Linked DNA regions of Sus scrofa: region 2 is linked to region 1. Evidence: chromatin contacts called from public Hi-C data. All regions are on one chromosome and are shown on one strand. Each heading gives the region's core, a stretch centred on a gene start, on an enhancer-like site or on the middle of the called end of the contact. The rest is flanking DNA. Distances are from core to core; before and after follow the strand shown.

What was found. Hi-C and Micro-C count contacts between places; a contact is called where the count stands out from the background.
Region 2: a Hi-C map of liver shows a contact between it and region 1, with 5 times the contacts expected there. The contact joins the promoter of GINS2 here to the promoter of LOC100624067 in region 1. A contact is called at or near these places in 5 of 47 Hi-C or Micro-C datasets (embryonic fibroblasts, heart right ventricle, liver and 1 more).

The regions. Positions count from the first base shown.
Region 1 is chr6:3,134,685-3,141,521 of Sscrofa11.1, forward strand. It overlaps LOC100624067 (cytochrome c oxidase subunit 4 isoform 1, mitochondrial), which reads right to left and starts at 2,935. Exons shown (of 5, transcript XM_021093705.1): 1 at 2,778-2,935; 2 at 1,571-1,644. The coding sequence starts at 1,643. It overlaps EMC8 (ER membrane protein complex subunit 8), which reads left to right and starts at 2,946. Exons shown (of 5, transcript XM_003481777.4): 1 at 2,946-3,483. The coding sequence starts at 3,253.
Region 2 is chr6:3,215,999-3,222,835 of Sscrofa11.1, forward strand. GINS2 (DNA replication complex GINS protein PSF2) reads left to right here and starts at 2,657. Exons shown (of 6, transcript XM_003126817.4): 1 at 2,657-2,881; 2 at 3,093-3,207. The coding sequence starts at 2,792.

The DNA of each region.
Region 1 (6,837 bases), core at 1,685-4,184:
TTACTAAAAATAGATGCTCATTAGGGTGACGAGAATGTTCTAAAATTGACTGTGTGATCCCGGCACAACTCTGTGAATGTACTGAAAACCGCTCAAGTGGGCCCTTTAAGTGGGTGAACGTGTTGTGCGAATTCCATCTCAATAAAGCGCTTGCAAAGGTATAAATGCTCATGACGCCGGGGCACTCTCAGCAGAAAACTGCAGTTGCTGGAACAAGAATGGCCAATTTGTGATCTCAGGGCTGCCAAGGGCTCTTCAGCACTCCGGGCCCGGTCCCCCAGCAAAGGCCTGGCGGGCAGGGGACAACTGCAGACACACATGAGGTTACCACTCCCAACGTTCCTTCTAAAAAGAGAGAAAAGCGGAGTTCCCGGCGTGGTGCAGCCGCAACGAATCTGACTAGGAACCATGGGGTTACGGGTTCCATCCCTGGCCTCGCTCAGTGGGTTAAGGATTTGGCGTTGCCCTGAGCTGTGGTGTAGGTCACCGACGCGGCTCCCATCTGGCACTGCCGTGACTGTGGTATAGGTAGGAGGCTACAGCTCCGACTGGACCCCTAGCCTGGGAACGTGCATATGCTGCAGGTACGTTCCTAAAAAGAGAAAAAGAGCAAAAAAGAAAGAAAACAGACTCCTAAACCTTCGTAGCTAGTCCCAGGTAGAAAGGAGTTTAAACCAGTTTAGTCTAGGACCTCGAGCTCCTCCCTTCCACTGCTGCAGTGATGTACAGGCATCCAAGTTAAAGGGCTGGGAGCTTATTTTTAGAAGCCTTTAGGAGCTCAATGCGTGCATCTCCTCATCTCTAGAAAACACTGAAATCCTTCAGGGTGCTATCGGCTCCTCGTGACTGGTGGTAACCTTCACAAGACCGGCGGCAAACTTGCAGCAACGGGCGTGCGTATGCACCTCCCCCCCACCTTTTATCAGAAATACACCAAACAAAGGATGTCAAAGTCGTCCGGGTGCAGCCACCGCCCAGGGTGAGCCGGTGAGCCGGTGAGCCCCAGGGAACTCTGGAAGGAAACAAAGACTACCTGCCGCCTAGCAGTCACTCCCACCACCCAGCCCCGAGGAAACTCAGGCTACGGAAAATGCAGGACAGTGGCCCAGACAGCGGAGGTGCCTATCAGAGAAAGGATTACAGAGAGCCCAGACCTTAGCATCTTCCCAAAGAAAAGTGCTACATTCCTTGAGATATCTGGTTTTCTGTTATTTACAGTAATCTTTTGTTCCCACTACCTGCTCTTTGTTGCAAAACTCCTACAGATCCTAACTCCTCCCTAGGTCTCCTCAGAGCCATTTTCTCAGTTACTTAAGACGCTGCCTCTGGGCTTGGGCTTAAATTCTCATTTTGCCCCAAATAAAACTTTACTCTCAACTTTGAGGTTGTGCGATTTCTTTAAATCAACACTTTTCAATATCGTTCACAAATACTCTTTGGTTTAGAACTTCGCTGGGTTAAAATACACATACCTCCCCTTTAGCGCCTCAACAACACAATCTCACGATCTGTCTGAAAAACTTCGGCACAGGGCCTGACACATGACAGAGCAAAAAGACGTTACACTTACCATGTGCTCGCACACACACCGAGGTGGAAATTGCTCGCCTGCCAATGAGGTTAAATACTCTGGTAGCCAACATCCTGAAAGATAAAAATGTACCCTTTCTATGAATGAGAGTAAACACCTACCAGGCAAGAGTCTCCTTTTTGCCCCAGTGCATTTTGGGAGTCACTGGAGTTCCTTTTTTTCTTCCCAACATAACTGATCTCTCAATTCACACCTAGGATGAGGTTTGTTTTTTTTCTTTTCTCGGCAGTCAACACGCCTTAGTGGAGCTGCGTTATAAACCAAGCACTGTAACATGTACACACTTTAAGCAATTCGTAGAACAGTGGCTTTCTTAAAAAGCAAAGAGAAAAAAAAAATTTAAAGGAGACTCTGAAAAAGACAGAATCCGCTCCCCTTTGTGGGCCCCATTGTTTAGAGAGAAAAGATAAATAGGTCAAAGGGACTGTGACAGGCACTGCGTTCACCGTTTGGTTAAAAACCCCATAGGTGCAATCAACAGAAAAGCGAAACCTGGAAGAAAGGCTGCAAGCAGGGTCCCCGTGCATTTCCAATCCCTGCAGGACCATAAATGCCCTGGATGACTCACCTCTCACCTGCACCTTTCCTGAATCTAGCCCATTTCCCCTACCTACCGGTCCCTTAGAACTGCACCTTTCAAGGGACTGTTAACAATGAAAAGGACCTCGAATGACTTCCAAAAATACCCATCACAGGCAGAATAAAGAGAAGCATGACGTCAGGATCGAACTGGCTCCCGTCTCCCACAGTTTCTCCCAGGGCCTGGCCCGCGCGTGGGCGGATGCTGAGCGCCTTCCAGGCCGGGAAGCCGAGCCCCTTCTCCGGAGCACCGTTCTGCCCGGAGCGGTGGCAAAGCTCCGTCTAATCGGGTGGCCGGGAGGCCGCAAGGCGACCTGCCCTCGGGCCGGCGCCCGCGGCCAGCGGACGCTCAAGGTCAGAGCCGGAAGCCAGCCCGCGGCCGCGACAAGTAAAGCGGCGATGGGCCGGGTGCTTCTGGCCGGCACATAGGCTGCGACACGGCAGCCCCCGAGACCAGAGCCCCCGCAGGCCGACCTCAATGTCACCGGGATCCGAGGCCCAGCCGCCGATTCCTGCTGGCGCCGGGCGGCGAGCACGCAAACCCGAGGGTTCCCGGCGCCCGACCCGCCAGCGCCTCGTAGCGTGAACCGGCCGCCGCCCGCCTCACCTGCCTCGGTCGCTCAGCACTGCCTCGGCGCCTGTCGCGACCGCCCTCTACGCCCCGGCTGCCCGCGACCGGAAGAGAGCGCGACCCTGCCGCGGAGCACCACGGGATCGAGAGGGGACTCCACCCCGCGCCCGGCCGCGCCGAAGGTCACAGGACCGGAAGTGGAGAGGGCCGCGAACGTCGTAAAACGCCGGGCCGGGGTGCTTTCCGGCGGACAGTGGGGGACCGCTTTCCGGCGGCGCGGGCGAGAAGAGCGACTGGAGGCTGAGGCGGGCGAGTTGGTTTCTACCCGGCGGGAGCCAGCGTCCGAGGAACCGGAACCGAGTGGGGCCGGGCCTGCGGAGGTCTCCAGAGCCGCGAGCCCGCGCCGGGCAGCCGCTGCCTCGTCCTGCTTCTCCCCTGAGGCGCCGCGCGGCTGGGAGGCGGATCCAGGCCTCGGCCGGCGCCGGGCCTTCGGGGCCCTCCCGGGCTCAGCATGCCCGGGGTGAAGCTGACCACCCAGGCTTACTGCAAGATGGTGCTCCACGGCGCCAAGTACCCGCACTGCGCCGTCAACGGACTGCTGGTGGCCGAGAAGCAGAAGCCACGCAAGGAACACCTCCCCCTGGGCGGCCCTGGCGCCCACCACACCCTCTTCGTGGACTGTATCCCCCTTTTCCACGGCACCCTGGCCCTCGCCCCAATGCTGGAGGTGGCCCTCACCCTGGTAAGCGTGGGAAGGGGCCTGCCTCGGAATCAGCGGGACAGGAGACGGGCTGGCGATTGGCTTCCGAGCAGTCCTAGCTGGAAGCTCACAGTGGTCCGGCCGGAGTCCAGACCCGCCCCCGAGGTCGCCGTGACCATGAACGGAGGACCCGCGAAGGCAGATAGGTTTTCCCTGCATTTAGCACGCGCCCGGTAGGCGGCCGCTAGCAGTAGCCGCAGCCAAGGGAGATGCCGTAACCGTCCTGGGTGGCATTAGAGGCGCTTTGGGCGACAAGTAGTACATTAATTTTCTCAAGCCAGTAGCTTTTATAGAAGCAAGCTGTCATTAACTGAGTAATGATTCGATAGCGTTTGTAGTTGGGATTTTGAGTTGCCGGAAGTTTTGACGCTGCGGTTTGGCTCTTGAGCAGCTTCACGTGTAGGGATCCGTGTCTGGCGTGTGCATAAAGATTGTGATTCCTCCGATGTTACTGCCCCAGACTCCCAGGATGGAGACACGCTTAGAAAGGCAGCGTTGGCATCATGGGCACTGTTGCCCTAGAATGCACGTGAGGACTCTGTAAGAAGAGGTTGTCTGTCCCCCTTAGTGACAGCTAGAGTAACTGGTGGTTTTAAAAGCTGGAGCTGATGTGCCTGCCGGCCAGCACATTTCTGTGTGTCTGCTTAGGACTGCTTCATTGAAGTACAGTGGGAAAAGATGTGTCAGACAGACAGACAGACTGGCTGGTCATTGAATCCTAGGCAGTAGCCTTCCCGGAAAAAAGCCCATCTACAAATTTGAGTTAAAACCTTAGGGAGAAATAAACTGGCCTCAAACCTCCCGCAGTACCTGCGTTGAAGTATGGTTTTCCATGTATCTATAAACTATGATACCAGAAAATATACTAGTTAACCTGTGGAAATAACAGTTAAGTTTGATAAGGGTTATGTAGAAATCCTTTCTCGGTACCTCCCAACAAGTAAAGTGAATCCATTTCGTAATTTGACTAGTTGTGACACGCGGGTGAATTCTTGGTAAGCAGGAAGTATCTTTAGACAAGCGGTGCTGGCCTGAACTCACTGACGGCATGTCTTTGAATGCCTGTTAAACCGAGTCACGTGTGGATTTCTTTATATCAGCTTGGGATAGGAGACAGATGAGAGGTAGAGGTGTCTGTAAAATCCGCCGTTTCAGCTCCAGCAGATACGTACGGGCTTTCCATACCAGTATGTCGCTGGGGTGAGCGTATGTGTGTTTGAATGCAAGTCTTTCCAACCAGCTGTCTTCATGATTCTGTTATCAGGGGAATTGCAGCGTGATTGGATGTGTGAAGTGCATTCCCTTACAGGGAACTAGATTAACCAGTAAGTGTTAATGCAGGATTATTCAGTTATTACATAGTGCCCAGCTTGTGCTGGGCGAGGATATGGCTGTGGATCCAACACAGTACCTGCTTAGCAGTTGAACTTGGACCAGGCAGACACGTACAATACTGAAGAAGTGCCACATGTGGGGTTAATCAGAAAGCGGTGAGGGGTCAGCTAACCCAGGCTTGGAGAGAAAGGGACATGCAGGTTAGGTGGCCCAGGGTCTGGGGGTGGAGGAAGAACACTCAAGCCAAAGGGACCAGCATGTGCAAAGACCAGGAGAAAATGGGGGCCGGGTGTTTGGGTAGACCTAGAGTGTGGGGTATGAAGGGCCTGGGCTTAGAGCGGGGTAAGCCGTGGCAGGGGTCAGGGTGGAGGACCTTGCACATCACACAAAGGAGGGTGGGTTCCATTACGAGGACAGGGAGGCCCCGGGAGAATTGCCGGGTCACATTTGGGTCCGGGAATGGTGGCTCCAGCCTGCAGCTGCGAGGATATTGGGAATGGGAGTGTCTTTTACACCCGAGGCAGAGACGTAGCCTAATCTGAGTACACTGTGGACACATGAGAGACAGATTGGAGAGGGCCAGGTGGGAGAATCCCCAGCGTTCAGTGACGGATCGTGTGTGGACGTAGGGAGAAGGGAGCTAGGGTGACAGACACCTTGGTTTCTGATTTAGGCGCTGGGGGGACAGTGGTACCATCATTCATTGAGGCAAAAAGAAGACAGCCTAGTGTTGAAAGTTGAAAAACGCATCTGCAACTCAGAAGATGGCCAGGCTGGAGACACAGATTGGAAACCAGTGGCTTCTCGATGCCTTTTGAAGCCATAAGAATGGGCCATGTTGGCGGAGACAGTGTGTAATGAGGAGAGAGCGGCGGACAGAACGCTAGCCTTTACGAGGTGGGTGGGAGGAGGGGAGTCAGCGGACCAAGGTGTAGCCTTGGGGATAGGAGAAGATGTCTGCCACTTTAAATTCTAGAAGGTCCCACAAGGTGAAGACAGACTTAAACTAACTCACTTGGAATGGCCAAAGTTGGACTAATTTTTCTCATTCTTCACGGGGTAAAGGGTTATGTTCTTATTACGAGATACGAATGCAAGTATCTGAGCAAATTAAATAGACTAACTCTAAACAACTATACTGGAGTCCCCTTTGTGTGAACTTTCCCCTAGGAGCGGGGCTTCCACCACTTACCGGGGCGGGGGGTGTGTGTGTGGGGGGGGATATGCCCAGACGGGACCTTGACTCTTAGATGTACCACTGCCACAGCTTGTCGAGGGGGGCACTGCTCGAGGCTTCATGCTAACCTTGCACCTCTGCACTCCAGACTCACCTTCTAGCACTTTTCCCCCAGAGCGCCTGCAGTCGGGGTGCAGTCGGGGTTTTGAGTCTCCCGACCAGCAAAATGAAGTGCAGACGAGACTGCAGTTCACTTCTTTTCACACAGTACAAGCAAACAGCCAAAGTTCTGCCCTTGCCAAGGTTTTGTTTTATTGACCAAAACTTAGATCGGAGACCCAGCATTTGACAAATATGAAAAGGCTGTTGATCGAGTCCAAATTAAATAACTCAGAGTCATAGAGGAAAGTTTGCAATTTGAGTCCGTCTGCAAATTTTGTGTTACAATTCAGAGACTTAAGTTTGTATCATTCACCTTTGTCTTAGCAATTCTGTAGCCCGAAAGCGATATAAAATCGCAGTGTTTGAAGCCACAGTTTATCAGCTATAGGAGACACGGTTTAATAAGCAGCTAAATTCATGAAACTGTATAAAGGAGACCTGATTCCCATGGCTTATTTCTATTTAGGGAGTCTCAGATTGAGTTATTTTTGATAAGTGGGAAAGGCTTACTTGATATGCAGTCCATCAAAGGGCCCCATCAGATCCCTTTTTAAGGCTTTTCATTATAATTTTCCATTTTAAAAAATGTTGCATTTCTGGGTGCTTTCTATCTTTTTTTAAATACTAATGCCTGTTTTTGTAATTTATCCTTATAACCCTTT
Region 2 (6,837 bases), core at 1,407-3,906, 81 kb after region 1:
TCCTTTTTGGATCCTGGGAGGGGCTCAGTCCTGGGCTAGATGGTGGTAAGTTACCCCTCTTCCCAGTTTGCCCTGTTAGAAAAAGTTCCTGGAGTTCCCAGGTAGTGCAGTGGGTTAAGGCGCCAACATTGTTGCTACAGTGGCTTGGGTCACAGCTGTGGCTTGTGTTCCACCCCTGGCCCTGGAACTTCTACATGCTGCAGGTGTGGTTCCCCCCCAAAAAAGTTCCTAAGGAGCGTGTAAGGTGTGTGATGACTGAGTCAGGAAGTCTGGGTCTGGAGCTTACGGAGGGGCATTTAAATAAGAGATTTATTGAGGAATCGTTCACATATGGTAAAATTCACCGTTTCAAAATCTACAATTCAGCAATTTTTATTATATTTACAGAGTTGTAGAAGCACCACCACCACCACTAATTCCAGAACATTCCATCACCCTGAAAAGAAACCTCGTCCCCATTAACAGTCACTCCCCTCCCCCCTCCCCCAACCCTGGTAGCCGCTAATCTAGTACCATGAATTTATCATTTATTCTGCACAGTTCATATAAATGGAATCGCATACGGTTCATGCGTCTGGCTTCTTTTACGTAGTATACTGTTTTCAAGGTTTGTCCCCATTGCAGTGTCAATCAGGGCTTCATTCCTATTTATGGCCGAATAATATTCCCAAGTAACTATCGACCGCATGTGGTTGCTCAGCTCTCAGCTGATAGACATTTGAGTGGTTTCCATCTTTTTTTTTAGGGCCACACCTGCGGCAGGGTTCCCAGGCCAGGGGTCCAATTGGAGATACAGAGATATAGCTGCCAGTCTACACCACAGCCACAGCTGCAGCAATGCGGGATCCGAGCCACGTCTGTGACCTGCACCACAGCTCACGGCAACGCCAGGTCCTTAACCCACTGAGCGAGGCCAGGGATCAAACTCGCATCCTCTTGGATCCTTGCCAGGATCATTAACTGCTGAGCCACCCCGGGAACTCAGGTGGCTTCCACCTTTTGGCTGTTGTGAATCATGCTGCTTTAACAAGCCCCCACGGGACCTTGATGTAGGCTGAAGTTTGAGACCTCAAGACAGCACCATCTGGCAGTATGTAAAGCTGCACCCTGCCTCATCTCATTCTCCCAAAAGCCCAGTGAGATAAGCAGTGGCACTGTCCCATTTTACAGATAAGAACGCCAAGGCACCCGACTCTGCCAGCTCTCGTCCCACCAAGGCCTCTCTGAACTGCGGTTTTCCCACCAGCTCTTTTCATTTGCTCTTTTACAGGCTTCAGCCGTCAGGGAGGGAAGCCTCGCCAACTTTGAAACACAAATATTTGCCAGTCAAGACAACATTTCCCCATCAATCAAAACCCAGACAAGCTGGCACACACTCTCTGCAGATGCCTGAGGGAGCTTCTATTTTAGGAGGGGCCAGGTGGCCTGCAGCTTCCCTTCCTTCCCAGACACTCTGGGGGCTCCTTCCCCTCCCCGCTCGCTTGTAGATGAAGAAACTGAAAATCAGAGTGGTCCTTTGCTCTCAGTCACACAGCATCCTGAGGGAATTTTTTTATTTTTGAAAGTATTTGTCTTTATAAATGACGAAATGAAGAAAATCTTCAGGCCAGGAATGACAATTTCCAGTACAGAAAAACAACAGCTTTCCAGGCCATGTCGGTGGGCAGAACGATCTATGGCCTTATTTCATCTTCCCAACAACCTGACATGGAGCAGGTTTCAGGGGGGTTAGAGAGGAAAGCATGGAGTTTTCTGGGGTTGGGCAGGCTTCCTGCAGGCATCCAGAACCCTGAAATCCTCCTGTCAGGTACGATTTTTCTTAGAGCCTAATGATCAGGGCATCAAATTCAGCCCCTGGCCTGACTGCTCCCCCGCTCCCCCCAACCCCAGTCCTCTTCTAACTGGTTCACCTCCCAGGAAGCATTCCTGGCCTGGGTACCACGGCATCAGAAGCCGGCAGTCCGCACCCCAGACCCATGAATCACAATTCTGCATGTGAACATGAGAATCTCCTAGGGGGTGCTGACCCAGGAGGGTCTGAGAACACTGCTGCTACCTTGCACACGACCCCACGGTATAGTAAGGCGCCGGGACCAGCTAATGGATGAGCTCATCAATGCGTATTGGCTGCAGTCTTGCAAACTTCCTCTTCCCCAGGGAGCCTAAGGTTAAATTCTCAGCCTCTTCCCCGCGGTTTCTGAATTGGAAGCTGTGGGTGCCGTGGAGGGATCTGCACTTTTATAGGTATTGATCTTCGTGTACTGGGAGAACAGAAGGTTATGAAGTTAAAGGAAACAACGGCTTTCCTCGCTCCGCTGGGCTGGGGTCCAGTCTGTGTAAGCCTGGTCACGCCGTGACTTTTAATTGCATATGCTCCCGGCCCCAAACCCCACCTTCACGCCCAGCTTGACTCGCAGTGTGGGCGGGCAGGCGCACAGGGCTGGTGAAGAGACACGGAGCGCTGAACCAGGAACAGGTGGGCTTCCAGCGACAGGTGCTTGGCCCACGGCAGGGGCGTGGCCGGGACGCGTGGGGGCGTGGCCTTCCGTGAGAGGGGCGGGGCCTGCGCACGGCCTCGCTTAAGATCGCCAATCCGCGGGCTCGTAGCAGCCGCGGTCCCCGCCTTCCGCCGCTAAGCGGAGAGCGTCGCGTTCCTATAGGCCAGTCAAGGCTCCTTCCGGCCCGGGGGCGGGTTCCGCGCGGTGGCGGGAAAGCGGCGGCCGCAGCGTTTCTGCAGGACGCCGGGGAGCCTCAGGCGCCGGAGAGGCTGGGGCTGACTGTTGGCTCCACCATGGACGCGGCCGAGGTGGAGTTTCTGGCTGAAAAGGAGCTGGTCACCATTATCCCGAACTTCAGTCTGGACAAGATCTACCTCATCGGGGTGAGGACCCTGGTCGGTTCCCACTTCCGGGAGGGACGGCCCAGCGCCCACAGGTGTTGGGCGGCCGCGTGTGGGCCCCGGAGCGGGTGGGCGGTGGGGCGAGGTGCTCGGCCGAGTTGGCTTTTGCCTGTATTTGGGTTTCAGCCGAGTGGGCAGCAGCGAGGTCCAGCGATGTTCTGTTGTGCGTGACGGGCTGCGTGTCCCTCGGCAGGGCGACCTGGGGCCTTTCAACCCTGGCTTACCAGTGCAGGTGCCTCTGTGGCTGGCCATCAACCTGAAACAAAGACAGAAGTGCCGGCTGCTCGCTCCCGAGTGGATGGACGTAGGTAAGGACGTGGGGGACGAGGAGTGCCGTGGAACCTGGGATCACCCGCCCGCGCGGGGTCCTTCCTTCTCGGCGGCATCCACTCCTCAGCTGAAATCAATGAATGGGCCTGGTCTCACCTGCTAGAGGCCGCGGACCGCTGTTACTAATCGTCGTCTGGGGTGTGTGTACCGATTCTAGTTCGGATTTTGAGATACCTCAACTTGCTTGAAAGGTGTTTTGTGACTCGAAAGCAACTTTTCTTCTTTCTCCTTTTTAGGGTCGCAGTCGCGGCCTATGAAAGTTCCCAGGATAGGGGGCGAATCGGAGCTACAGCTGCGGGCCCACACCACAGCTCACAGCAATGCCAGATCTTAACCCACTGAGCAAGGCCAGGGATTGAACCCGAATCCTCATGATTACTAGCCGGGTTCGTTTCCTGCTGAGCCACAATGGGAACTTCATCTCCTCTTCTTTGCTTTTTTTCTTTTTTTTTTTTTTAAAGGCCGCACCCATAACATATGCAAGTCCCGGGGCCAGGGCGTGAATCTGAGCCACAGCTGCAGCAACGCCTGATGCTTTAACCCATTGTGAATGGTGGCAGGATCAAACCAGGCTTTTGAAGCTACTAGAGCCACTACAGTGGGTTTCTTAACGCACCGAGCCACAATGGGAATTCATAAATCAACATTTCTAATTAAAAAAAAAAAAAATAAGTGTAGACCAGCAGGAGGAGCAGTCATTTCACATTATAGAGAATGCATGGAAGTAAGGTGTCAAATACAGAAGGCAATTTATTTTTGGCCATTTCAAGGGATGAGGTTGAGAACTCAAAGACTACACACAGTATTATTTCTTTTGTGTGTATGTGGCTTTTTTTTTTTTTTTTTTTGGTCTTTTTATCTTTTCTAGGGCCGCTCCTGCGGCATATGGAGTTTCCAGGCTAGGGGTCTAATCGGAACTGTAGCCACTAGTCTATACCAGAGCCACAGCAATGTGGGATCCGAGCCTCGTCTGCAACCTACACCACAGCTCACGGCAATGCTGGATCCTTAACCCACGGAGTGAGGCCAGGGATCGAACCCGCAACCTCATGGTTCCTAGTCGGATTCATTAACCACTGTGCCACAATGGGAACTCCAGTATTATTTTATTTCCATAAACTGCTCGGAGCAGGCAGATCCACAGAGACAGAGATTAGTGGTTGTATAGGGATGGGGGTATAGGGGTTTTGGGGTGATGAAAATGTGCTAGAAGTACCCTGGCGATTAGGTGGGTTAAGGATCTGGAGTTGTCCCTGTGGTGCCTGTTTAATCCCTGGCGCAGAAGTTTCTGCATGCTCTGGGTGCAGCCCAAAGGAAAGGAGGAAAATTGTTTAATTAAGAGAATTTTATTTAATTTATAGTTTTACAACCATTATCACAACCTAATTTTAGAGCATTTCCATCCCAAACCCCCAGTCCACCCCCCCCACCCCTGCCCCAACCTGTCCCCTTTGGTAACCAGAAGTTTTTCAAAGTCTCCGAGTCTGTTTCTGTTCTGCAAATAAGTTCATTTGTATCCTTTTTTTAAAGATTCCACATGTAAGTGATAGCATATGCTGTTTGTCTCTCACTAAGTTCATTTAGCATGATCATTTCTAGGTCAATGCAGACACCATTATTTCATTCTTTTTTATTGGTGAGTAATATTTCATTGTCTATTACACATTTTCTTTGTCTACTCCTCTGCTGATGGACATTTAGGTTACTTCCGTGTCTTGGCTATTGTGAATAGTGCTGCAGTGAAAATTGGGGTAGGACTTCCTATCGTGGCACAGCGGAAATGAATCCATCTAGGAACCATGAGGTTGTGGGTTTGATCCCTGGCCTCGCTTAGTGGGTTAAAGATCCAGTGTTGCCGTGAGCTGTGGTGTAGGTCGAAGATGCAGCTCATATCCCACATTTCTGTGGCTGTGGTGTAGGCCGGCAGCTACAGCTCCAATTTGACCCCTAGCCTGGGAACCTTCATGTGTCACAGGTGAGGCCTTAAAAAGCAAAAGAAAAAAAAGTGGGGGTACATGTTTCTTTTCAAGTGGTGGTTTTCTGTGGATAGATGCCCCTGAGTGGGATTGATGGATCATGTGGTAATTCTGTTTTTAGTTTTTTGAGGAACCTCCATACTGTTTTCTATAGTGGTTGTACCAGTTTACATTCATACCAGCAGTGTAAGAGATTCCCTTTTCTCCACACCCTCTCCAGTATTACTGATTGTAGGTTTTCAATGGTGGCCATTCTGGCTGGTGTAGGATGATACATCATAGCAGTAGTTAATTTGCATTTCTCTAATAATTAGTCATCTTGAGCATTTTTTCATGTGTTTTTTTTTTTTGCCATCTTTGTATCTTCTTTGGAGATATTTCTGTTCAGATCTTTTGCTAATTTTTTTCATTTGTTTTTGCTTTTTAGGGCTGCCCCTGAGGCATATGGAAGTTCCTAGGATAGAGGTCCAGTTGGAGCTGTAGGTGCCGGCCTCCGCCAGAGCCACAGCAACTTGGGATCCGTGTGGTGTCTGCGACCTGCACCACAGCTCATGGCAACAGCAGATCCTTAACCTGCTGAGCAAAGCCAGGGATTGAACCTGCATCCTCATGGATGCTAGTCAGATTCATTTCCACTGCCCCACAATGGGAACTCCTTCTGCTCATTTTTTGATGAGATTGTTTTTTTGATCCTGAGCTGCTGGAGGTGTTTATCTATTTTGGAGATTAGTCCCCATGTCAGTTGTTTAATTTGCAAATATTTTCTCCCATTTTGTGGGTTGTCTTTTTGTTTATGGTTTCTTTTGCTGTGCAAAACCTTTTTGAGTTTAATTGGGTCCCATTTGTTTGTTCATTTTTTGTCTTTTTAGGCCACACCTGCAGCATATGGAAGTTCCCAGGCTAGGGGTCGAATTGGAGCTGTAGCTGCCAGCCTACACCACAGCAGCTCAGGATCCTAGCCGTGTCTGTAACCTATACCATAGCTCCCAGCAACTCCTGATCCTTAACCCACTGAGCCAGGCCAGGGATTGACCCCACGTCCTCATGGACAGTAGCCAGGTTCCTGACCACTGAGTCACAGTGGGAACTCCCATTTGTTTATTTTTGTTTTTATGTCATTACTCTAAGAGGTGCATCTGAGATGATACTGCTGTAGTTTATGTCATAGTGCTTGGCATATGTTTTCCTTTAAGAGTTTTAAAGTATCTGGTTTTACATTTAAGTCTTTAATCCATTTTGAGTTTTATTTTTGAGTACGGTGTTAGAGAGTGTTCTAATTTCATTCTTTTATATGCAGCTGTCCAGTTTCCTAGCACCACTTACTGAAGGGACTGTCTTTTTCTCCATTGTGTGTGTGTATATGTATATATATATATTTTATTACTCAATGAATTTATTACACTTATAGTTGTACAATGATCATCACAATCCAATTTTATAGGCTTTCCATCCCACAACCCCAGTGCATCCCCCCATCCCCCTCCATTGTTTATTTTTATTTCCTTTGTCCTAGATAAGTTGACCATACATGCTTGGGTTTATTTCTGGGCTTTCTCTCCTGTTCCTTTGAGCTATATTTCCGTTTTTGTGCCAGTGCCATACTCTTTTGATGACTGTAGCTTTGTAGTATAG